Linked DNA regions of Mus musculus: all the other regions are linked to region 3. The links are chromatin contacts, called in public HiCAR-type, Micro-C and promoter capture Hi-C maps. All regions are on one chromosome and are shown on one strand. The core of a region is the stretch at or near the end of the contact, and the rest is flanking DNA. Distances in the headings are between cores, read along the strand shown. Region 1 holds the start of Tgfbr1 (transforming growth factor, beta receptor I). Region 2 has its middle 18 kb from the start of Gm52731. Region 3 holds the start of Msantd3 (Myb/SANT-like DNA-binding domain containing 3). Region 4 holds the start of Anks6 (ankyrin repeat and sterile alpha motif domain containing 6). Region 5 holds the start of Rnf20 (ring finger protein 20). Region 6 holds the start of Alg2 (asparagine-linked glycosylation 2 (alpha-1,3-mannosyltransferase)). Region 7 has its middle 37 kb from the start of Alg2.

Region 1 (2,716 bases), core at 11-2,510, 1.2 Mb after region 3:
TTTTACATCTGCATTATAATCAACTCCCAATAAACAGTAACTATTAAGTTTAATCATAGTTGGCATCCACAGTCTGGAGAGACTTTTGTTTTGGCTTGTTTTGCTTTTTAAAATGTTGTTATCCAATTTCCGCAACAAAAATGTATTTTCACTGTATGCAGGTTGCTAATGCCGAGCCTCAGTATTTTGCTTTCTCCTATTTTAATTGGTTCCTGACAAAGTTTTTTTCAATCTTCCCTCCAGAGGTGACAACCAGTATCACGACCGGCTTTAATATTTTGGGAAACCACACATTTCCCTTCAAACCCCAGCTACACAGAGGTCTGGTTTTAAAACTACCGCTTAGGGAAATGATACACCCAAAGCAACGATCCCCTCGAGAAAAGGAATAATTTGATCAATTCTACAGAACCGTTCCCATTCAAACGTTCCCAAATCTGCAGAGTGAGCAAACGTTCAAGTTTCTACTAGCAAGAAGACAATCTGCAGCCTTCTGGTTACTGGACTCTGAACTCTTCCCAGACTCACGAAGCGAGAACATTCCGCGCATCTTCGCGCCTGCTTCTCACACAAAGCCCCTGGTTGAAGAAAAGTCGCCCTAGGCGGGCGTCGGCACTCACGGCGGTGCGGCCCACCCGGGGTCTCTGCCCACGGCGCCCCTTTCGACCCTCCGGGGAGCCCTCCAAGCGCCCGGCCCCGGAGCGCCTCCACGCCGGTGCCCGCCCACGCCCCAACAGCTTCAGGCCGGGGCGCATTTAGGCAGTGGAATCAGGGGGCCACGGTCCCGGCCGGCCTCGCACCCCTAAGGGCAGCCCCCGACCTCGGCAGGCTCGCCAGCCGCTGCCCCCCGGGAGCCCAAGAGGGCCGGCCTCTGCTCGGTGCTCCGCCACCCGCGCTCGACACCGCCCCCGCCCCGCCTCTCCTCCCCGCCCCGGCTCGCGTGGCGCCTGCCGGGTCAGGAGCGCCCGGCCGGCCGGGCGCCGCCACCTGCGCCCCCGGCCCCGCGCCATGTTTGAGAAAGAGCTGAAGCGAGCCAGAGGCCCGGCCCGGCCCGCGCGCCCCGCAGCCACCCGCCCGCCACTCACCCTTCGCCCCCGGGAGCAGCGTCGCCGCCGCCACCAACACGATGAGGAGCTGCGGACGACGTGGAGCAGCGGCCGCCGCCTCCATGGTCCCGCCGCCACTGTTTGTGGCCCGGCCCGGCCCCGGCCGCAGCTTCTCCTCAGGAAGCCTCGCCCCTCCTCGCCCCACCTCCCCGCCGCCGCCGCGGCCTCGCTCCGGCCCTTTGTAACTGCTCGAGGGGCGTACGCCCATTGGCTGCCCGGCTCCCGCCGACCCCGCCTCCCCCGCCGCCCGCGAGCGCCCTAGCGGGACCTAGCCGAGAGCCCCGCCCGCGGGGCCCTGGGCTACCAATGAGCGGCCGTGGGTTTCTGCCTCTAACCACGCCCCCGCACTGCTGGGCCTCTGACCACGCCCCCTCACCGCTGGGCGCCTTTACTCCAGCCACAGCGGGCAGCTCGCGCTCCCGCGGCGGGTGGGGGCAGGGTCCCAGTCTGCGCGCCCGAGGGAGCCCACGGTCCCGACTGAGCGCAGGGTGTGCCTGTGAGAGTTGCTCAGGGAAAGACTGTGACCGTTGCACGCTCTTTTCTTCTACTCCAACCCCACCCTGACTTCCCCTGCACAGTCCTGCACCCGCAAAACCCAACTCTCGCCACTCGGACCCTCAATATTGTCCGGGGTTCAACTTCCCCCACCCTAGACCCGCGGCTTCCAGCCTCCCCGCAAAGACAGTCCGATTTCTTTCTGCACTCCACGTCCGCCCCAGACCTCGTCGTCCTCTCCCCAAATTCCAGTCTCAAAGTCGGAGCCCAGTTTCGGAATCCCAAGGTGGAGCTCAGACACACCCCCGAGTGGCCTCTGTGTCTCGGCACCGTAAAAAGACCCAGACTAAGGGTCCCCGCCGCCCTCCTTCCCTCCCACCTTTGCTGTCCCCGCGTGGAAGCGGAGAGGCCCACGGGTTTCGAAGGAGGGAGGATTGCCCTACGAAGAAGCATCCCGCCCCGGGGCGAAGCGGGAGCAGTCATAGGTACTTTGAGTTGTCTCCGACACTCCTGTGTAATAATTTCGAGGTGTCACTAAAAACCCAAATAAACTCAGCTCCGCTTTCATTCTGAATTCCTAATTTACTGTGAGACGCTCCACCCACCTTCCCTCTGGGACGCCAAAATGAGCTCCAGATTTGTAATTCTTCCTGTCAGACTAGTCCTTTCTTCAGACACAAACACAGTCACGGAGGCGGCCGCATGGCACCGACAGCATTTTTCCGCAGAACCTTTTAAGGAGAAAATGTTATTTTCTGTGTGATTTGAACTCGGAATTAAATAAAGCTCCGTAGTAGGAATCAGCCGGCCTCTAGTAGCTGTTGGTAAATTGCTTTATAGCCACTTTCCAAGAGTTTGATCCTGCTTATGAAAGCAAACCGTGGGGGCTAAGAGCTGGGGTCTGAGACTGCTCCTCGGCTCCAGCTAGGACACGCTTCAGCAAGTCCTCAACCTGCCAGAACCTGAACAGGCCTGCTCTCTGGGACTCCAGAACCATCAGTTCCTGCCTCCCCTGGCTCCCCTGGCCCCCCTGGCTCAAATGCCCTGAGGTTACAGGGACTAAATTTGACCAGCTTCTAATGAAATCTCTCTGGGAGATATAAAGAGCCTGACAC
Region 2 (2,700 bases), core at 59-2,558, 1.4 Mb after region 3:
ACTCTTGGAATCTAATTTTTTCCAGGGAGCTAAAGTAATTATGGGTAAGACGAGTTGAAAAATTAAAACTATGGAGGATGGCTGAGGCTTGGTCATCTCTGAAGATCTGTGCTTTTCTGTTCTGCTGTAGCAGACATCACAGGACCCTGGTGAAGAGCAACAATGGGGTTTCTCTTCACTGACACCTCTGTCCCCAGCTATCTCTGGGAATAAGCCAGAGCAAAAAGTACCACCGCTTGGTCTATGCTCCCGGCCCTCCCCTTCCCATCCAGTGAGTGTTCCCACTCCAGACTGAGAGCTCACCCTCATGCTTGCATACTTATTCCTGGATTTGCATCCATGTTCAAATAGCATACTACCCAGCTTCCTCAAGATGTTTCCATCTTAAACTATTATTATTATTATCATTATTATTATTATTATTATTATTATGACTTCCTGGTAGGGAAAACAGAGGAGTTTGTTCTTTTATACCACCAGCTCTCTCCACCTTTGTGGGTGGGGGAGGTGCAGGTTCTTATATATCCCAGGCTAGCCCTTCATCTTCCCAGCTCCACCTCCTGGGTGGTGGGATGTTAGGTAGGTTCCATTGTGATCAGCAGGCCTTTTCCTTCTTGTAGATACACACACACACATACACACACACATTCTGCCCTGTCTATCCCACAGCCTACCCAGCAACATCACTTGCATCACCTCTGAGGTATCTGAGGTCAGTGTGGCCTGGTCAGAAGCTAATTCAGACCTCCAGTTAAATGTAGATTTAATGTTGGCACTTGCTTCTCTCCCTCGTAAATTATGAAAACCACACCCCAGCAGGATGGTGGAAGCAGCAAGGCTGGAGGGCTATCCTCGGGCAGAGGAGACTCCAGAACATCTGCTTTCTTAAGGACCATCCAGGGGGTAAGAGCAAACACACTGGGTGGCCTCCAATGAGATCTAGAGCAAGAATAGAAGTCCCAGGGAGACCTATGCCAGCACCACCTGGATGTATGTTAGGATGTGTGTTTAGTGGCAGGAGATAGGCTGAGGCTGGCTGTGTGTGCTGGAGACACAGATGGGGGATTTCTGCAGGGACGGAGAGGTAAGCATTTGACTCCTGAAGTCCCTGCAGAGCCTACAGCAGTCACTTGCGTTCTCAGCTCTGTGATCCATGAGAATCCAGTGGTGCTCTGTCGTCCTTCTTGACTGACCACACCAGAGCTGTGCCAACGGGCACACACATCTGGTATATCCTTGTAGGGTGCTGAAATCTCTCTTAAGGCTCCCATGAGCAGCCTCTCTCACTGACCCCTGCCTTATAAAAATTTCAAGATGATTCACAGACATTTCATGATTCAGCAGTTGGGGCAGAAGCCTCCGTTCCACAGGGACTGAGTGGAAGATGGCGAGGAAGGGCTAGATGGAGCAATCACAGCTGATGTGGGCTCTGACTGTGGCCTCTCCAGCAGGGCAGCAGGGATCTCATAAGGCAAGACTGAGGAAATACGTCCCCCAGCCCCTGCCCTGTTTTAAAGAAAGAGATGGTAGAGGGTGAAGCCACAGATGGAATTCTACCTGCTCAGTGCATTCACATACGAGGGAGCGGCAGTCTGGCTCCTAAGTGGTTCCACACGTGGGGCACAGTCCCTGGCTTCTTCTTGTTCTGGAACTCTCTACAGAAATGTAAATCAGCCACAAAATCTTCTGTGCTCTCCAAGTGGGACAGACTCATTCATTCAGGCTGCTGATAGCTATTGTTGTGTAAGTGGGCTAAGAGTTGAGGAGCCGGCCTAACATCAGGGTGTGGGAGCTATGGGCCCCTTGGGGACCTGTGAGTCACTTTTTCTCCCCTCTGAGAAGCAAGAGAGCAGCAACCACTCAACTCTGGAGTAAGTCCAGGGTGCTATGTGACCTAAGACCAGTTCTCAGCCCTCTTCAATACTTCTATCTAAAACAGGGCCAGGGTCTGTGTGGCCTGGCATCTTGGCAGGTATTTTGCGAATCCAATGAGCTCACTGGTAGAATGTGCTTACAATAGTGCTTTGGTTGTGGTAATTATAATCATCCTGAGTAAAAGCTGCACAGGGGAAGCCACAGTGCCCCCCTCCCCCGCCGACCTGACAAGCTCAGACAACATAACCCCTGTAGAAAGCAAGTCTCCAAAGCTATGAATAAAGAAATGGAGGATACAGCTTGTTCTTCATTTCAATTTTATTCTATGAGTGTTTTGTCTGCATGTGTATCTGTGTGCCACACTCATGCCTGGCATTTGAGGGATCTAGAAGAGGGAGTTCGATCTCCTGAAACGGGAGTTGTAGATGGTTGTGGGCAGCCATGTGGGTTCTGGGAATCAAACTTGGGTCCTGTGGAAGAGGAGTCAGTGCTCTAACCACTTAGCCATCTCCCCAGCCCACCAGGAAGCACGCCCGTATTCCCAGTCATTCTTGTCAAGTAAATACTGCAGGTGTGATATGCCAGGCCAGATGGTGAAACCTTCAACACTTGTTCCCAAGATTGGAACCCAATACAGTCAAACACAGCACAGCCAGGCTGTGAAGGCTCAGTTTAAAACGAGGCCCCGCTGACACCTCCAGAACTTCAACCAAGCCGAATCCAGAAGACAGTTATAAACAGTGTGTGAAGCACCAACATTACAATTCCGCTCTGGTTTGCTGTGTCTGCAAGCACACCCTTTCCTCGACAGCCCCCGTCTCCCCC
Region 3 (2,950 bases), core at 29-2,528:
TATCCTAGAACCATTATCCTAAGTACCGCAAAACATTTTGTACTTATCATAGCAATAAAACATCCATTCTCAATAATCACAACAGGAGACTAAATTCTTGTTTCTTACTCCAACATAAAAACCCTTCCTGCAATTTACAGATTGCCCGTGCGATGGTTTAATAATTCAAGCCAACTGTTTAGGACCTAGGGCCTGGGACATGAAGTGCTTAATTTTAGCTATCAGCCGACACACATTATCTCTCACAATAGTACTTGGGGGTGGGTATTACATCACACCCTACTCCCCCATTATAGAAACATCAACCCAGCAGCCTCAGAGTAAAGGAGCTTTCCCAAGGTCAGTCGGGCAGGGATGTGATGCACTATTTCCTTCTAAGATCCTCTTTAGGAGGGACCCAGCCCTTTATACCTCTGGACCGGACTGGAGGAGGCAGGGGGTCTCAATGGAGACAAGTACTGAAAAGCGGTGAGCACAGTTCCCCCGCACACAGTGGGGATATGTGGACCGGGGCTCCGCGGGGTCAGCCGGGTTTCCCCCCAAGAGCCTCCCGGGCCCCGGGCTCCAAGCTCCCGTCCCGGGAGCTCCAGCGCGTCTGCGAGGCCCGCGCGCCGGCGCTTTGTACGCGGCAGGCCGGCCGGGCTCCCGGGGCACCGCGGCGCGCGCAGGCGGCCGTCGGCCTGCGGGGAGGAGGGCGCGGCGGCTCGGCCCGGGAGCCCGCCAGACCCCCGCGCTCCCGCTCCGCCCGCTTTCCCCGCCGGCCGCGGCCCTCCGGGCCTCAACCTCCTACCTGCAGCGGCGGCGCGGCGGCCGCAAGTCCCGGGGAGGGGCGCGGAGGCGCGGGCGCGGCGGCCTGGGCTGCTCTGGCGGGCTGGGCGGCCGGCAGGGCCGCGGGCTCCAGGCGCCGGGCGGCCGCGCGCCCCCGGCCGGCCAGGCCCCGCCGCGCGCGCCGCGGCCACAAAGCCCCGCGCCGCCGCCCCCTCGCGGGCCGCTGCCGCCTGCCGCTCCGTGGGCGCCGCGGAGGGCGGGAGCGCGGCCCCGTGCAGTCCCCCACCTTCCCGAGCCCCGGTTCCGCCGCGCTGCCCACCTTGGCCCGGGAGCTGCGGAAGGGGCCCGTCTCCGCCAACAACAAAAGAATGCATTTTCCCACACCGGGGATGTGGCAGTCGCCCGCACGAGTTAGCGCGAGCCTCCTGACTGACGTGGGCCCTTTTCGTCGGGGACTCCACGAGGCTGGGAACGGCACCCCTTCCTACTCTGAGTTCAGCGCCAACTTTTGTGATTCTAATGGGCGGGATGTGTCTCCAGAGATGGGGTGTGCGCTCCCCCTCCCCCCAAGGACCCCGGCTACGTGCACCGACCTCAGGACACGACTCAGACCCTGTGTGCCTACCCAGTGGGACCCAAGGCGCGCTGCGACGAATGCCGGGCGGCTTAAACAACTGGGGGCAGGGGTCCTTCTGCCGACAAGGCCTTCACCCCTCCCCCCAGGATGAAGACGGTTTCTTTTGCCATAGATCCGTGAAGAAGATTCCAAGCCCAGAGAAGGGCAAAGAGAAGGTTCTCAAACTTTTTCTTTTTAAGCGAGATGAAACTCAACCAAGCGTAGAGATAACAATTTAAAAATAAACAATCCTGTGGCACTCATTACACTTAGAATAGCCAACGATAATCACTTCACCTCCTTATTCTTAAGGGTTCCATCCGAAGGAAACCCCCGCACCAATTACGTAGTCACTCCTTTGCCTAGTCCCTGAAAACCATTAATCTCTTTTCTGTTTCTATCGATTTACCTTTTTGTACATTTCATGTAAATGGAGTCGTGTGTCTTTTTGGAGCACGCGGCAGGTTGTGTGTATGTGTGTATGTGTGTGTGTGTGTGTGTGTGTGTGTGTGTGTGTGTGTGTGTGTGTGTAGTTGGGGGTGGTACTCACTAAGCTGCCCAGGTTGGCATTGAACTCTGGGGCCCAGGCAGCCTACAAATCTACAAACCTCCTGCCTCAGCTTCCCTAGCTCGTAGCTGATATCACAGGCCAGCTTCATTGGGCCTGGTCACTCTGGCCAGGTCAAAGAATCCAAACAAGGTTCATCCAGATTGTAGCATGCCTCTTACTTCATTGCTTTTTGTGGCTACATAAGCTGACCATTGTGTATTCTACAGTTTGCATATCTGTTCTTACAGAAATTAGTGGATGTTTAGATTATTTCCACCTTTTGGCTAATGTGAACTGGTTCTCTGAAAACCCCTAGACATGCATTTGTCTAAAGAACCTGTTTCCAATTCTTTGGGATACATACTTAGAGTAGAATTTCTGGATCATATGTGGTAATGTGGCCATGTGTAACTTTGTTGTTGCTTTTTGAGGCAGGGTCTCCTCTAGCCCAGGCTAGCCTCAAACTTGCTATGAGGCAGAGAATGACCTTGGATTTCAGATCCTCCTGCTTCTGCCTCTGGAATGCTGGAATTACAGGCATGAGTCACACATTCAGTCTTTAAACAGGTGATCATCCGGTTTTTGAACTGGGGAAAGAACAGAGAGACAGCCTAACATTTTCTGGTATGGAGGCAGAAGCACCTATAAAATACTAGACTAGAGAGTTGTAACTACTTTTTCTGCCTTGTGTTAACAATAACTTATCTACTGTCCCAGGAGCTTTGAAATTGCCCAGAGTCAGGAAACTGACTGGTGGGTGGGGAGGGTGCTATTGGCTAACAAACTTTATGATTTGCACTTAGGCCTTCCAAGTAATGTCAGATCGGAAGTCCTTAAAGATATTGTTCTGAGGATGTAACCAAAGGAAAACTATTAGCCGGGCGTGGTGGCGCACGCCTTTAGTCCCAGAACTTGGGAGGCAGAGACAGGCAGATTTCTGAGTTCGAGGCCAGCCTGATCTACAAAGTAAGTTCCAGGACAGCCAGGGCTATACAGAGAAACCTTGTTTCGAAAAA
Region 4 (2,934 bases), core at 372-2,871, 1.5 Mb after region 3:
GTGTGTGTGTGTGTGCACGCTGTTTATGTACTATGTGCTATAATTATGGGCATATACCACATGTGGGTATGTGATAGCCAGAGGTCAATGTCGAATATCTTCCTACACAGCTTTCCACTTTATTTGTTTATTTTAAATTATATTTATTATTGTTGTTGTTGTTATTCTGTTTTGTTTTTGAGAAAAGGACTCACTATATAGCCTTGGCTGGCCCAGAGCTCACTATGCAGACCACGCTGGCCTCAAATTCATAGAGACCTGTCTGCCTCTGCTTCCCAATGCTGTAATTAAAGGCATGCACCACCATAGCTGACATATTTATTTATTGTGTGTGTGCCTGTGCATGCCATACAACAAATGTGGAAGTCAGGGGACACTTTCAATAACTGTCCTCAGACCTAACAGTTACGCTGTTATCATGACACACTGTTGGGACATGTAACAGCCTTGCCTTGTATGTCTGGCTTCTTGCTGGGTTTGGGCGGGCACTACTAACCATCTAGGGAAACCAGTTGTCTCTTCCTATGGAAGTGTCCATGCTGTAAGGACACATATGCTGTGAACTGCGTCTTGCTTTCTGCTTAATTAGCTTCTTTTCCCCAAAATGTCCTCATGGCTTACTCTCTTCCTTAAGGTTTTTGCAAGTGTTATATTTTCAGTAATTCTCTTGTTGGCTCAATTATGAAACAATGCTCCACCTTCTACCCGATTTTGCTTGGATTCATGTTCCGTTTACTGTGTCAACAGCACTCAACTACCATTCAGCAGCCAAGTTTATTACCACAGCATATCTTTATAGCCTGTATGGGTGGGTCAGATCCTAGAAGGCAGAGATGCTATCTTGCAAACGTTCGCGGCACGAAGAGCTGTGCCTGGCACTAACAGGCATCCAATACATACTTGTTGAGTCCGGAAAGAGAGATGAACTTGATGTCAGAAGACCTGAGTCCTAGCCACAGCAGCGCCTGCAGATCTGTGCAGACTATAGCAACATACAACCTTCCCGGTCACTCGTCTACTGTAGATTGGAATAATCATCTGAAACTCTAGGGTGGCTACAAGGACTGCCCTGGGGACCAGTCGGTGGTTCCTACTGTTTGTGTGATATACAGGAGGGCTTGGGACCAGAACAGTTGCTGGTCCCACACTGAGTTTCCGACAGTGGGTCTGGGGTGTGGCTAGAAAAATCTCTATCTGTAACATGTAAGTTACTGCGGTAGTGGTGACCCCCCCCCCCCCCTGTCAAAAACAAGAGATAGATGGGCGGGTAGCTTGACACAGATGAAGAACTCAGCACTGCAGGGCTGCTCCGGCAAACGACGGGGCTGACCCATTCGTCCCGATTCAGCCTGCGACTGTTTAGGGAGCGCTAGTGAAATGCGGGCCGGTCTGGGGTCGGTAGAGATGCGAGATGAGTTCTAAGCTAGGCCCAGAGGTCGGATTCAGTAGGAACGAACAGGAAGACTGAAGAGTGACCGCACAGTCACAGGCCCACCCTCCAAGGCGGGAGGCGGGCCCTGCGCGCGCGTACCCATCAGGCGCGACCCCGGAGGCGCGCGCGCACCCAGGGGGCGGGCCTGCGGACGGCGGGCACGCGCGCGGCCCCGGGGTGGGAGCGGGCGGCGGCGCGGAGCGGGCGGTCAGCGATGGGCGAGGGCGCGCTGGCCCCCGGCCTGCAGCTGCTGCTCCGCGCCTGCGAGCAGGGTGACACCGACACGGCGCGGCGCCTGCTGGAGCCAGGCGCGGACCCGGTCGCGGGGCCCGAGGCGGGAGCGGAGCCGGCAGGGCCCGAGGCGGTCCGGGCAGCGGAGGCCGGGGCGCCGGTGCCGGTGGACTGTTCCGATGAGGCGGGCAACTCGGCGCTGCAGCTGGCGGCGGCCGGTGGCCACGAGCCACTCGTAAGGTTCCTGCTGCGCCGCGGAGCCTCGGTCAACAGCCGCAACCACTACGGCTGGAGCGCGCTCATGCAGGCGGCCAGGTGAGCGGGGACCGGGAAGGAGAGAGTCCGGGACTCGTGAGAGTGCGAATGGCAGACTTGGAGCTTTGCCTTTTGGTCATCTGTATGATGGAAATAAAAGGGCGGTTTCAGAAACACAAGATTAGGGATGTTAGAAACTTTGGCTTCTGAACAGTGTGGAGGCTGCGGAGTGCATCTTCTAGACGTTCATTCATTCCGTTTTGCATCAAGGGTCTCCTAAGAATCTGTCTACTCACCCTGGCTTTGGGGGTTGACCGAATAGATAACTGGGATCCAATTAAGTCCCTATTTTGGGGATATGAGTGGGGTGGGTGGGTAAATAAAGTAGCATTCTTGATCTGGAAGGTCTGACAGTAGTAGCTGACCCAGTTGGAGGAATAGAGGCGATTTTTAGTGGAAATGAGGTGTTAAGACTCGAGGATTTGTAAGAGTTATCCAGGACCGGAAAACGAGGAAGCGAGGGAGAACAAGCACACTGCAGACACATAGTGATGAAAGGTGGTCAGACAACTGGGAGGATGCTGCGACCCAGAGGGGGCTGGAGACAAGCCCACCATTGGAGGAAGAAAGTAGGTGCCAGATTGGGGCTGAACAGAAACCCACAATCTAAGGATGATCAGGAGTGTGGAAGGCACAGGGCACTGTGACCGGAACAGACTTTTGTTTCGGGTAAGTTACATTCAGCACCTGTGAGAATAGGCAGAGAGATGGGCCAGAGTCAGGAAGGCTGGCTAGGAAGACAGCAGCCAAGGAAGAGACAATTAGTGGCCTGGATAAACCTGAAGTTGATCCTCGTGGTTGTGTGACCCTGCGAAGGGGTTGGGAGAGGCAGCAAAATCCATCTCTAGATTTCTGACTCGTATAAATATACTGAGCTGTAAAAAAACAAGAAAAGAGACAATGCTTGTTTTGTTTTTAGATTTGTTTTTATTTTATGTGTATGAGCGCCTGTGTAT
Region 5 (2,951 bases), core at 308-2,807, 1.1 Mb before region 3:
AAATAAAATAAACACCACAGCTTGCAAATACAGATCAAACATAAATTAATACACCTCACTTCAAGAACTGACCACCACATCAATTCATCTATTTCCCTCTTCTTTGCTAATGCTTATCTCTTAATTCAAGAAGCTTCCATAAATTTCTACTTTCAGGAACAACTGACAGAAGCCAAGCACACTTTTGCAGCCTCGTTTTCTCGTACCGTTGAAGAGACACCTCCTAACTTAATTGTTTCCACGGTGGTCCCTGAATCTTCAACAGCTGTCTTCTTCTCTGGAGGCATAGATGTGCCCGGCTCTCCAGCTGCTCTTTTATTTCCAATTCCTGACATCTTGGTATAAGATGACAGTTATATTTTTCTGAATGAAAAAACAGAAACAAAAATAGAAAACATGAACTGAATCAAGATAAGCAGACATGCCACAATATAAAGTACCTGTATATAAAAACTAGTAATTTTTTTCAGGCCAACTCTTTAACCTAAATCAAATAATTCTACGACAAAACCCATCAACCCTAAATCAAGAGAGAAGGGGGAGGGGAACTGTTGAGGAATGGGATTGACAGGATTATAAATTTCTACACAAGATGCTAATAACAAATAAAATTCTACTCAAATAATAGAGAAGCTATGAATAAATTTCAGGATTCTCACTTCCTGAGATGCCAAAAACAAAAAACTAAAAGAAGGAGAGTTTATTTATGACAGAGGTTAAGGTTAAAGTATTAGGAGACTTGGGGCAAGAGACGTGGGAAACATTAGCTAAGTCATTAATCCTATACAAGTCAGTTATCTCTGAATCTCGGTTTCCTAAACGAAGGACAACAACATGTTGCTAGACTTACTGCAACAAATGGATGGCATAGTTATAGAAACAACTTAGCATAATGTCAGATGAACACTAAGCACCCAGAAATGCAAGCGTTCTCTTTGCAGAGCCTTGTAAACGCTCCCTGAGCAGTTAGTTCTCCAGATGTCAGACGTAGGTGAGCACCCCAGCGCTTCCTTTGGGGAGCCGGGCTGCCTTTAGAGACCGAACCTGCCAACAATCCCCGTTTCTTTATCTGTTCAGACGGGATGCTCTTTCAGTATTTCCTACCTGACTCTGGTTCCGAAACTCACAAGGAGGTGGAATGGATGCTAGATGGCGAGCACCGCGGCCATCAGGGGTCTACATCCAGCCGGCTTCCGATCCAAACTCCGGGACGAGGCGTCAATGGCAAGCAGCAATCTGGGTTGGACCTCGCCTGCAAAGAGAGGAGACGGGAGCTGAGGAGAGAGCGCAGCTTGACTGGAGAGCGCTGGCCGCTGGCTCCGGCGTGGCTAACTACAGGCCGGGAAGATGGGACCCGAGAGTCCTCGCCGCTCACGGCCCGGGAGCAGCAGACGACAGAGCAAACCTGGGCTCTGGCAACTCCCGCCGCAGGGAGCGCGCGGCTCCCAGCGCTTCTTCACGAAGGCCCGAGAGGGACTCCAAGGGATTCACTTGGGATCCGCTGCGAGAGGGACTGAGCTCCACGGAGGCGGAGGCACGGAGAGGAAGTAGGGAAAAGGAAAAGGAAGTTGCTTCAACTTTACCCGAGGCACGGCGAGGAGAGGGCGGAAGTGACGTGTGGGAGACCGCCAGGCGGAAGTGACGCGTGAGGAGGGGGCGCAGTCAGTTCTGCGTGTGCGCTGCCGCCTCTGTGTTGGGATGGGCGGGGACTGTTTCAGACTCCAGTCCCAAAGTGACCGGTCTCTTCAACGCGAAGCATTGTGTACGGTTTTTTTGTTTTTTGTTTTCTTTTTTTTAAGGTCCATTATTATTACTGACGGAAAGCGTTTTGTTTATGTTTTGTGTTGGGGGGGCGGTCCTATCTCATCCAAGCTGCTAATTGGTTGATGGTCCTGTCCATCTCCCAAAGGGCAAGCGCCCTTACCTGAGGTGTGGGTGGAGCACTCTTTAAAGAGATGAAATAGCCTGCGTAAAACTCAAGGAATTTGACCGATTTCTAGTTCTGTGTAGTTTCCTTAAAGGGGATTCCAGCACGGCGATGGTAGCACTCGCCTTTAATCCCAGCACTCAGGAGGTAGAAGCGGGCTGATTCCTCTGAGTTCAAGGCTAGCCTGGTCTACAAAGCGAGTTCTCGTACAGCCGGAGCTACACAGAGAAACCATGTCTTGAAAAACCAAAATAAATAAGCACATAAATACATACATACTATGCATAGAAACCCTGCCTCAAAATAAATAAATACTACACAGAGAAACTCCTGTCTGGGAAGGCCAAAATAAATAAGCGGGGTCTCTATTTAGCACTACCTGCAAATGACACTCAGCTGGAGAACTTTAGTCTCTTGTAGGGTTAAAAAGTCACCTTCGCCGGGCGGTGGTGGCGCATGCCTTTAATCCCAGCACTTGGGAGGCAGAGGCAGGCAGATTTCTGAGTTCAAGGCCAGCATAGTCTACAGAGTGAGTTCCAGGACAGCCAGAGCTACGCAGAGAAACCCTGTCTCAAAAACCAAAAATAAAAAATAAAAAAAAAAATAAAGCCACCTTCATCCCATCCCATCTTCCCCCTATGGATTCTCATCACAGGTTTGGAAACTACTGCTTTAGTGTTTGGAGAGGATAAGATACTGACCAGAGACACTGGGGATGGGGGGGGGGGGGTCGGGGGGGGGGAGGAGGGTGTTAATTAAGAACAAGTCAATTAGTCTGTAATCTCAGTACCCGTCTTAATATGATTTTTTTTTAATGTGTGCATAGGTGTTCGAGTGCCCACATGTAAAGCTCAGAGGACAACTTTTGGAGCTAGGTCGTACTTCGAAGGCTCGGGTCTCAAGGGCTGAACTCGGGGTGACAAGCACCTTTACCCACTAAACCATCTTGCCAGGCCAGTACCAGGATGTTTAAAATTTATTGAGCGTTGATATTTTTTTTACGTTAGAAATAAACTACATCATT
Region 6 (2,700 bases), core at 32-2,531, 1.1 Mb after region 3:
TGAAGCTGGAAAAGTGGCTGAGAGGTTAAGAATACCTGTTGCTCCTGCAGAGAACCCCAAATCGGTCCCCAGTACTCATATGGTAGCTCACAATCATTCATAACTGCAGTTTCAGGTGACCTCCAAGGACACCAGGCAAGAAAGAGATGCGCGCGCGCACACACACACATACATACACACACACACACACACACACAGGTGCGTGCAATACACACACATACACAAAATAGACTTAAAAAGAAAGACACACACACAGCTGGGATGGGGAACCAGGGTGACAGACTGTGTAAGACACATTTTGTTAAACTGAGTGTGTATGGGACCTCCATATGGAAGACTGAAAGGTAAAGCCTCAGACACACCAGCTTTATGCCAACGCTTTTCCTAAAGTTATTCCTGATCCTAGTCTAATTTACCTTTAACTAAAGTGGTGCGTGCAGCTGATCAAGGAGAGGAAAACCATGCCTCCCTCCTAAAGGGCCTTTAACTAACTAGATGGCCACGTCAGCTCGGGCTCACTCGGCCCCTATTAATCTTTCCATCCTGGAACTCCTCCTTCCAGCAATGCAATGCAACCCTGGGTACCTAGCCTCCTCCAGCCATAACCGGGCGTCCCCCGCAAGCCCCCAGCCACTTACCTCTGCCGAACAGTGGATCCCGCAGCCCGTGCGGCCACCGCTTTGCTGGGAGAGCGGCCAGAGGAGCCCACGTTGGTGCCACTGGGCGTTGGACCCGGCTGCAGAGGGAAGCAGACAAACAGTGAACATCGCGGGTCAAATCCTCTTCACACCCCCGACCCCACACCCACCCGAGAAGCTGGGAAGAGCAATGAGGTCCCAGAAAGGAAGACCAAGATAGGGGCTAGTGCACCCCATGGAAGCGGGGACCGCGCACCATGCTGATGCCTAAGAACGGTGGGCACAGGAGGCAGGAAGAGGGAAGTCGTGAAGTTGCCGAGCACTCAGAACTCTCGTAGATACAGGCTCTGGCACCGCCCCCCGGCCGGCTGGCAGGGCCTTCGCAGACTCTTGGATGACTGGGCTGTCCTGAGATATGCCTGTAAAGATTACGCCGACAACAACTGGGCCGTGTGAAAGTACAGCCCTTTCGCTTCTTTTATGTAATTTATTTAGCGTGCTTAATATGGTCAAACATCACCAAATTGCAAGCTTTGGACAGGTCCACATGAGAAATTGAGTCAGGCATTTTCTTAGCGCCCACAAGCTTATCGCTGATGTGGCCTAAACTAACGCAGGCGTAGTTGCGCTGGCTCGGCTTTCAGTAGCCAGAGGGGGCCAGGGGCGGAGCTTGCAGGAGCTTGCAGAAGCTCGCGCGGAGAGCGCAAGCGCGGCTCATCTACCATGGCCGAAAACCTGTACCGAGCCCGTTCCCGGGTTTACAGCCCATCTGTGCTGTTTCTGCACCCAGACATGGGTATAGGCGGAGCCGAGCGCCTAGTGCTGGACGCGGCGCTGGCGCTGCAGGAGTACGGCTGTGATGTGAAGATATGGACCGCGCACTACGACCCGAACCACTGCTTCATCGAGACCCGCGAGCTCTCGGTGCAATGCGCAGGGGACTGGCTGCCTCGCAGCCTGGGCTGGGGCGGCCGCGGCGCCGCCATCTGCTCCTACGTGCGCATGGTCTTTCTGGCGCTCTACGTGCTGTTTCTCTCCGGCGAGGAGTTCGACGTGGTGGTGTGCGACCAGGTGAGGCCGCCACCAATTCTTGGCTGGGGGGGGGGGGGGGGGGCGGCGCCGAGAGGGGGGGAGGGACCGCTGTTCTAGGTTTTTAGGAACTGTCCAGCAGGAGTCCCCAGGGAGAGAACGGCCACCAATTTTAGTATGGATAGACCCTTTAAAATGGCAGATCTCAGGGACATCTCTCCCCCGCCCCCTTCCTTTCGTTGAAGATCCTTGAGGTAGGGCTTATGTGTCTGCATTTTAAATGTTTAGCCTTGGGACTAAAATGATTGGATCCAGGTGGTTGCTGGCATTAAAAGACGACTTCCGGCCACACCTTGTATGTGACTCAATTTACTCTTCTTTCTTCTCCGTTATTCCTTTGTCTCTGCTTTCAGGTCCCATCCATCCCACCCTTCCAGTCTTTCTAATACTGCCATTCCAGTACTTAGCAGTGCCACGGATTAAAGTCAAGCTAAACATATCGTTTCCCCATTAGGGTCCCCATTGGTCTTTGGAGAAAAATCCAGTTATTTTGTCTATACAAGTGTCTGAGCTTGCATATCAAAACCAGAGGTCAGCTAATATTCACCTGAACATTGGAGTCAGGCTCTCTCACTGAACCTGGAACTGAAAGATTGAGCTAGACTTTTGGACAGGTGTGCACTGCCATACCCAACATTCCTGGAGCCAACCCTCAGTCCTCAGTGTTTTTTTTTTTTTAATTAAGAAGTAACATTTACTCAGGAGTAAAAGTTCAAATAGGAAGTATAATGTAAAAATTCCCTGTCCCCATCCTTGAGAGGGCGAGCCATTGTCAACAGTGTCTTCTGCATCCTTCCAGAAGTGATGTGTGGCCCTGGTAGTATATGTGTCTGTTTCCTGCTACATCTTATATGTACACAGCTGGGATCCAGTTTACCTGCTGTTGGACTTTTTGCTTTTGTTCTGCAAAAATTTGAAACATCTTGCTTATTGATATTCAAGATCCACATCAGTCTCTTCAGTGACTGGAAAG
Region 7 (2,844 bases), core at 83-2,582, 1.1 Mb after region 3:
CAACTGTGATGCCTCCAAGGAGAATGTGGCAGGAACCCACCTCCCTTTAGAAAGTCACCTGGGGCAGGTTGCTAATGTCAGAATTGTGGGGGTAGCGGAGGCGACTCCACCTTGAGTCGCAGCAGCAAAGGAAGCAGGGGGAGGGGAGGATCCTGGGTAGAGTAGGGAGAGGACCACAGGTCCACAAGGGAGAGAACGGGTGAGCCACAGGCACAACAGAAACAGCTTCACTCTCCAACCTATTGCTGCTTCTTGGACTCCACACTTAAGGATGGGGACAACTGGTGGAATCGATTTATAGACATGTTGATTTACAGATAAACACATGGCGCTTCTTGGCTTGGTTTGTTTTAGAGAAGAAAGACGACTCTGAGAACATAGCTCAATGGTAGAGTAATTACTGAGCATGTGCAAGGCCCTGGTTTCTATCTCCAGCCCTGGAGAGACAGAGACGTGTGTGTGTGTGTGTGTGTGTGTGTGTGTGTGTGTGTGTGTGTGTGTGTGTGCGTGCGTGTGTCTGAGAGAGACAGAGAACACAGAGATATTCTGAATATGATTCTGTTCATCTATATTAAATAAGAGGCTTAAATGTGTGGTTAATGAGACATAGTAAGAGAAAATAAAGACATGAGAAATTGCATGCACTCTATGTCCCTAGAGAACTTCCTTGTCACGATGCTTAGCTGCTCCTCACTTCATCTGCCTCACGTTAGCCTCAGGATCACCGGGTGGGGTCCCACAGCAAGCGATACCATCACATTTCATCATGAAGGCCCAAAGGCTGAGAGCATCAGACCAGGCATCTGAATCCAGTTCTGTCTGCCTAAACCAAGCATCCTCGCACCAAACAAGATATTCCTACACGTTAAAGGCTTGAAAAGCTCTGGAGGTAGAGGAAGGTCTCACCATCCCTCCCTGATCGCCTTCCAAACGCCAGGCGAGAGGGTTGTAGGGTTGAGCTGGCTCTGGGAACCAACGATGTATGTGCAGCTTTCGCCCCCTGGTGGCTGATATGCGAAGTGCTCGACAGTGGAAGAACAAAGGCTGCTAGCGTCCTTCCCTACCGCCCCCCCCCCAACCCCCGCCCCGGAATGGGGGTTGGGGTCCTGGACTTGGCTCTAGCGGCACGATAGACTAATGAGCTGTACATCTGCTCAGGAGGCAGCTGTTGAGTGCCTGACGGAAGGGTCGAGCCTGAAGGAATGAAATGAAAATTTGATTTATGTCGCTTGTTTTGGCAAGCTTTTGGGAAATGACCAGCCAGCAGCGCTGCCCCAGCACTCATGAGGGGTGAAGGGTGAGCGAGTGTCTCCTTGTCGCTCCACCTCACCCTTCAGCTGTCAACGAAGTCGTCCGTGGGGAACTGACTCTTATGCCCCTCCTCCAGGCAGCTGGCTTGTCCCGCCTTTGCTGGAGATGGGGGCGGGGGGCCTTCTGGTTCATCTCTGCTCTGTCTGAAGGGGGCGGGGGGTGCAGCTTCTTATACTTGTTTGAACATACATGTAAGTGTCCTCAGCTCTAGGCATCTGCCAGCTCCAAGCATTCAAAGGGGTCAAAGGGTGTGTCAGCTGAGAGGATGGCCACGCCCGCTATATTTTCAGAGCAGCGGCAATCTCCATGAGGATCGGGCTCCTTTGAGAAAGGTGGCTCCTTAACGCCAGGTCTCCTGGCACTGTGTGGCAGGTGTATGAATGAGGCCACAGGGAAGCTGGGCACCGTGCTCCAGAGCTTGCTTCTCTGCCTGCCTGTCCAATGTTCCCCTCTCCCAGGAGTATTATGGGAAACACCAGTCCAGCGTGTCTTCTCTAGGGCTGGGCTTCCAAGAGAATCAGCCCCGGGGAAGCTCCCTGCTCGTACAGCCTGCCGGAGTGGGAACACTGCCATCCTCCCTCCCTCTGCCCTGCCCCTTAGGGTGCTTCACATATACTTTCTCTGTATTTCATACTACCTTATTGAAAAGGGGAGACATATGTCTCCTGAGAGGCTTTACCTAGGAGCAGATGGAAGCAGACACAAGCATCAGGTGGCCTGTGGGGAGTCCTGTGGAAGAGTAGGGGATAGGATTAAGCCAGCCGGAGTGGTCAAAGACACCACAACTAACCTGGGCCTGTGGGGGTTCACAGAGACCGAACCACTAACCAGTGGGCTGGACCTAGATTCCCTATACACTTGTAGCAGATGTGCAGCTTGGTTTTCATGTGGGTCCCCTAACAACTGAGCTGTCTGACCCTGTGGCTGCCATTGGATCCCCTTCCTCTACTTGGACTGCCTGGTTGGTCCTCAGGAAAAGGGGTGTGTAGTCCATCTAGGACTGGATGTCTCAGGGTGGGGTGGTACCCCAGGGGGCTTTACTTTCTCTAAGGAGAAGATGAGGGAGTAATGGGGGAGAGGGATTTGTAAGGGTGAGACTGGGGGGAGTGGAGGAAGGGGGTTGATCAGGATGCAAAGTGAATAAATAAATTAATAAGAAAGAGAGATTAAAGTGAGTGGCACAGTTGCTTTCTGGCCTTCATGAGGAAAACCTGGGAAGTGAGCTTTGTCTGTCATGTGTGCTTCGCAAAAGCCAAGCTCCTGTCTATGAAAACCACTTAGGAGGTAGGAGATACCTGAGACCAACTTGGAACTCTCAGCTGTCCCCCTGCCTCAGTCTCCCCAGTGCTGGGATTACAGGTGTGAGTCACCACCCCTGGCGGAAGCATGCTTTTCTGCACATGTCCTTCCCATAGACTCCCTCTCCCTGAGGTCATCAAACCATTTATGAGAGGGAAAATGACACGACCTCAGGTTATATTTCCCCTTGAGTGTTTATATTGAATGAGTGAACTAATTAATAACTAGGATTTC

The links. Promoter capture Hi-C pulls out the DNA fragments that hold promoters and counts their contacts. Hi-C and Micro-C count contacts between places; a contact is called where the count stands out from the background. HiCAR-type assays count read pairs that join an accessible place to other places.
Region 1: a HiCAR-type map of astrocytes shows a contact between it and region 3, with 5 times the contacts expected there. The contact joins the promoter of Tgfbr1 here to the promoter of Msantd3 in region 3. A contact is called at or near these places in 5 of 39 promoter capture datasets (the 3T3-L1 cell line, cranial neural crest, embryonic stem cells and 1 more), 2 of 484 Hi-C or Micro-C datasets (both in embryonic stem cells), 2 of 115 datasets of contacts at active chromatin or transcription factors (astrocytes and embryonic forebrain) and 1 of 9 other capture datasets (macrophages).
Region 2: a promoter capture Hi-C map of pre-B cells shows a contact between it and region 3, with 4 times the contacts expected there. The contact joins the enhancer-like site here to the promoter of Msantd3 in region 3. A contact is called at or near these places in 6 of 39 promoter capture datasets (the 3T3-L1 cell line, the C10 cell line, hippocampal neurons and 2 more) and 1 of 9 other capture datasets (liver).
Region 4: a promoter capture Hi-C map of hippocampal neurons shows a contact between it and region 3, with 2.0 times the contacts expected there. The contact joins the promoter of Anks6 here to the promoter of Msantd3 in region 3. A contact is called at or near these places in 2 of 39 promoter capture datasets (the 3T3-L1 cell line and hippocampal neurons) and 1 of 115 datasets of contacts at active chromatin or transcription factors (astrocytes).
Region 5: a contact with region 3 is called in a promoter capture Hi-C map of embryonic stem cells, with 2.7 times the contacts expected there. The contact joins the promoter of Rnf20 here to the promoter of Msantd3 in region 3. A contact is called at or near these places in 2 of 39 promoter capture datasets (embryonic stem cells and pre-B cells) and 2 of 115 datasets of contacts at active chromatin or transcription factors (astrocytes and stem cell-derived neural progenitor cells).
Region 6: a Micro-C map of embryonic stem cells shows a contact between it and region 3, with 4 times the contacts expected there. The contact joins the promoter of Alg2 here to the promoter of Msantd3 in region 3. A contact is called at or near these places in 11 of 39 promoter capture datasets (the 3T3-L1 cell line, 3T3-L1-derived adipocytes, the C10 cell line and 7 more), 3 of 484 Hi-C or Micro-C datasets (embryonic stem cells and muscle stem cells), 8 of 115 datasets of contacts at active chromatin or transcription factors (differentiating embryonic stem cells, embryonic forebrain, embryonic limb bud and 5 more) and 3 of 9 other capture datasets (adipose tissue, embryonic stem cells and liver).
Region 7: a contact with region 3 is called in a promoter capture Hi-C map of hippocampal neurons, with 6 times the contacts expected there. The contact joins the enhancer-like site here to the promoter of Msantd3 in region 3. A contact is called at or near these places in 8 of 39 promoter capture datasets (cranial neural crest, embryonic stem cells, frontonasal cranial neural crest and 4 more), 4 of 484 Hi-C or Micro-C datasets (the C10 cell line, CD8 T cells, the N1E-115 cell line and 1 more), 7 of 115 datasets of contacts at active chromatin or transcription factors (SST interneurons, embryonic forebrain, embryonic hindbrain and 4 more) and 2 of 9 other capture datasets (adipose tissue and liver).

The regions. Positions count from the first base shown.
Region 1 is chr4:47,351,766-47,354,481 of GRCm38.p6, reverse strand. It overlaps Tgfbr1 (transforming growth factor, beta receptor I), which reads right to left and starts at 1,260. Exons shown (of 9, transcript NM_009370.3): 1 at 1,086-1,260. The coding sequence starts at 1,170. It overlaps Gm32435 (a long non-coding RNA gene), which reads left to right. Exons shown (of 3, transcript XR_390551.4): 3 at 244-2,168.
Region 2 is chr4:47,128,844-47,131,543 of GRCm38.p6, reverse strand. No RefSeq gene overlaps it. Among named protein-coding and RNA genes, the nearest start is that of Gm52731, 18 kb to the right of the region's middle. Within about 2 kb of position 1,308, at least 45 of the 459 cell types and tissues checked have an H3K27ac peak or open chromatin away from gene starts, as enhancers often do.
Region 3 is chr4:48,538,409-48,541,358 of GRCm38.p6, reverse strand. It overlaps Msantd3 (Myb/SANT-like DNA-binding domain containing 3), which reads right to left and starts at 1,278. Exons shown (of 3, transcript NM_001145924.1): 1 at 1,088-1,278.
Region 4 is chr4:47,055,993-47,058,926 of GRCm38.p6, reverse strand. Anks6 (ankyrin repeat and sterile alpha motif domain containing 6) reads left to right here and starts at 1,621. Exons shown (of 16, transcript NM_001356426.1): 1 at 1,621-1,978. The coding sequence starts at 1,647.
Region 5 is chr4:49,630,666-49,633,616 of GRCm38.p6, reverse strand. Rnf20 (ring finger protein 20) reads right to left here and starts at 1,557. Exons shown (of 21, transcript NM_182999.2): 1 at 1,406-1,557; 2 at 1,105-1,252; 3 at 207-363. The coding sequence starts at 335. Gm45952 (predicted gene, 45952) reads left to right here and starts at 1,665. Exons shown (of 2, transcript NR_168526.1): 1 at 1,665-1,762; 2 at 2,754-2,951.
Region 6 is chr4:47,472,948-47,475,647 of GRCm38.p6, reverse strand. Alg2 (asparagine-linked glycosylation 2 (alpha-1,3-mannosyltransferase)) reads left to right here and starts at 1,281. Exons shown (of 2, transcript NM_019998.3): 1 at 1,281-1,709. The coding sequence starts at 1,362. Sec61b (Sec61 beta subunit) reads right to left here and starts at 987. Exons shown (of 4, transcript NM_024171.2): 1 at 895-987; 2 at 639-736. The coding sequence starts at 897.
Region 7 is chr4:47,436,344-47,439,187 of GRCm38.p6, reverse strand. No RefSeq gene overlaps it. Among named protein-coding and RNA genes, the nearest start is that of Alg2, 37 kb to the left of the region's middle. Within about 2 kb of position 1,332, at least 180 of the 459 cell types and tissues checked have an H3K27ac peak or open chromatin away from gene starts, as enhancers often do. A contact at or near this core is called in CD8 T cells, the N1E-115 cell line, SST interneurons and 6 more, where this site is marked.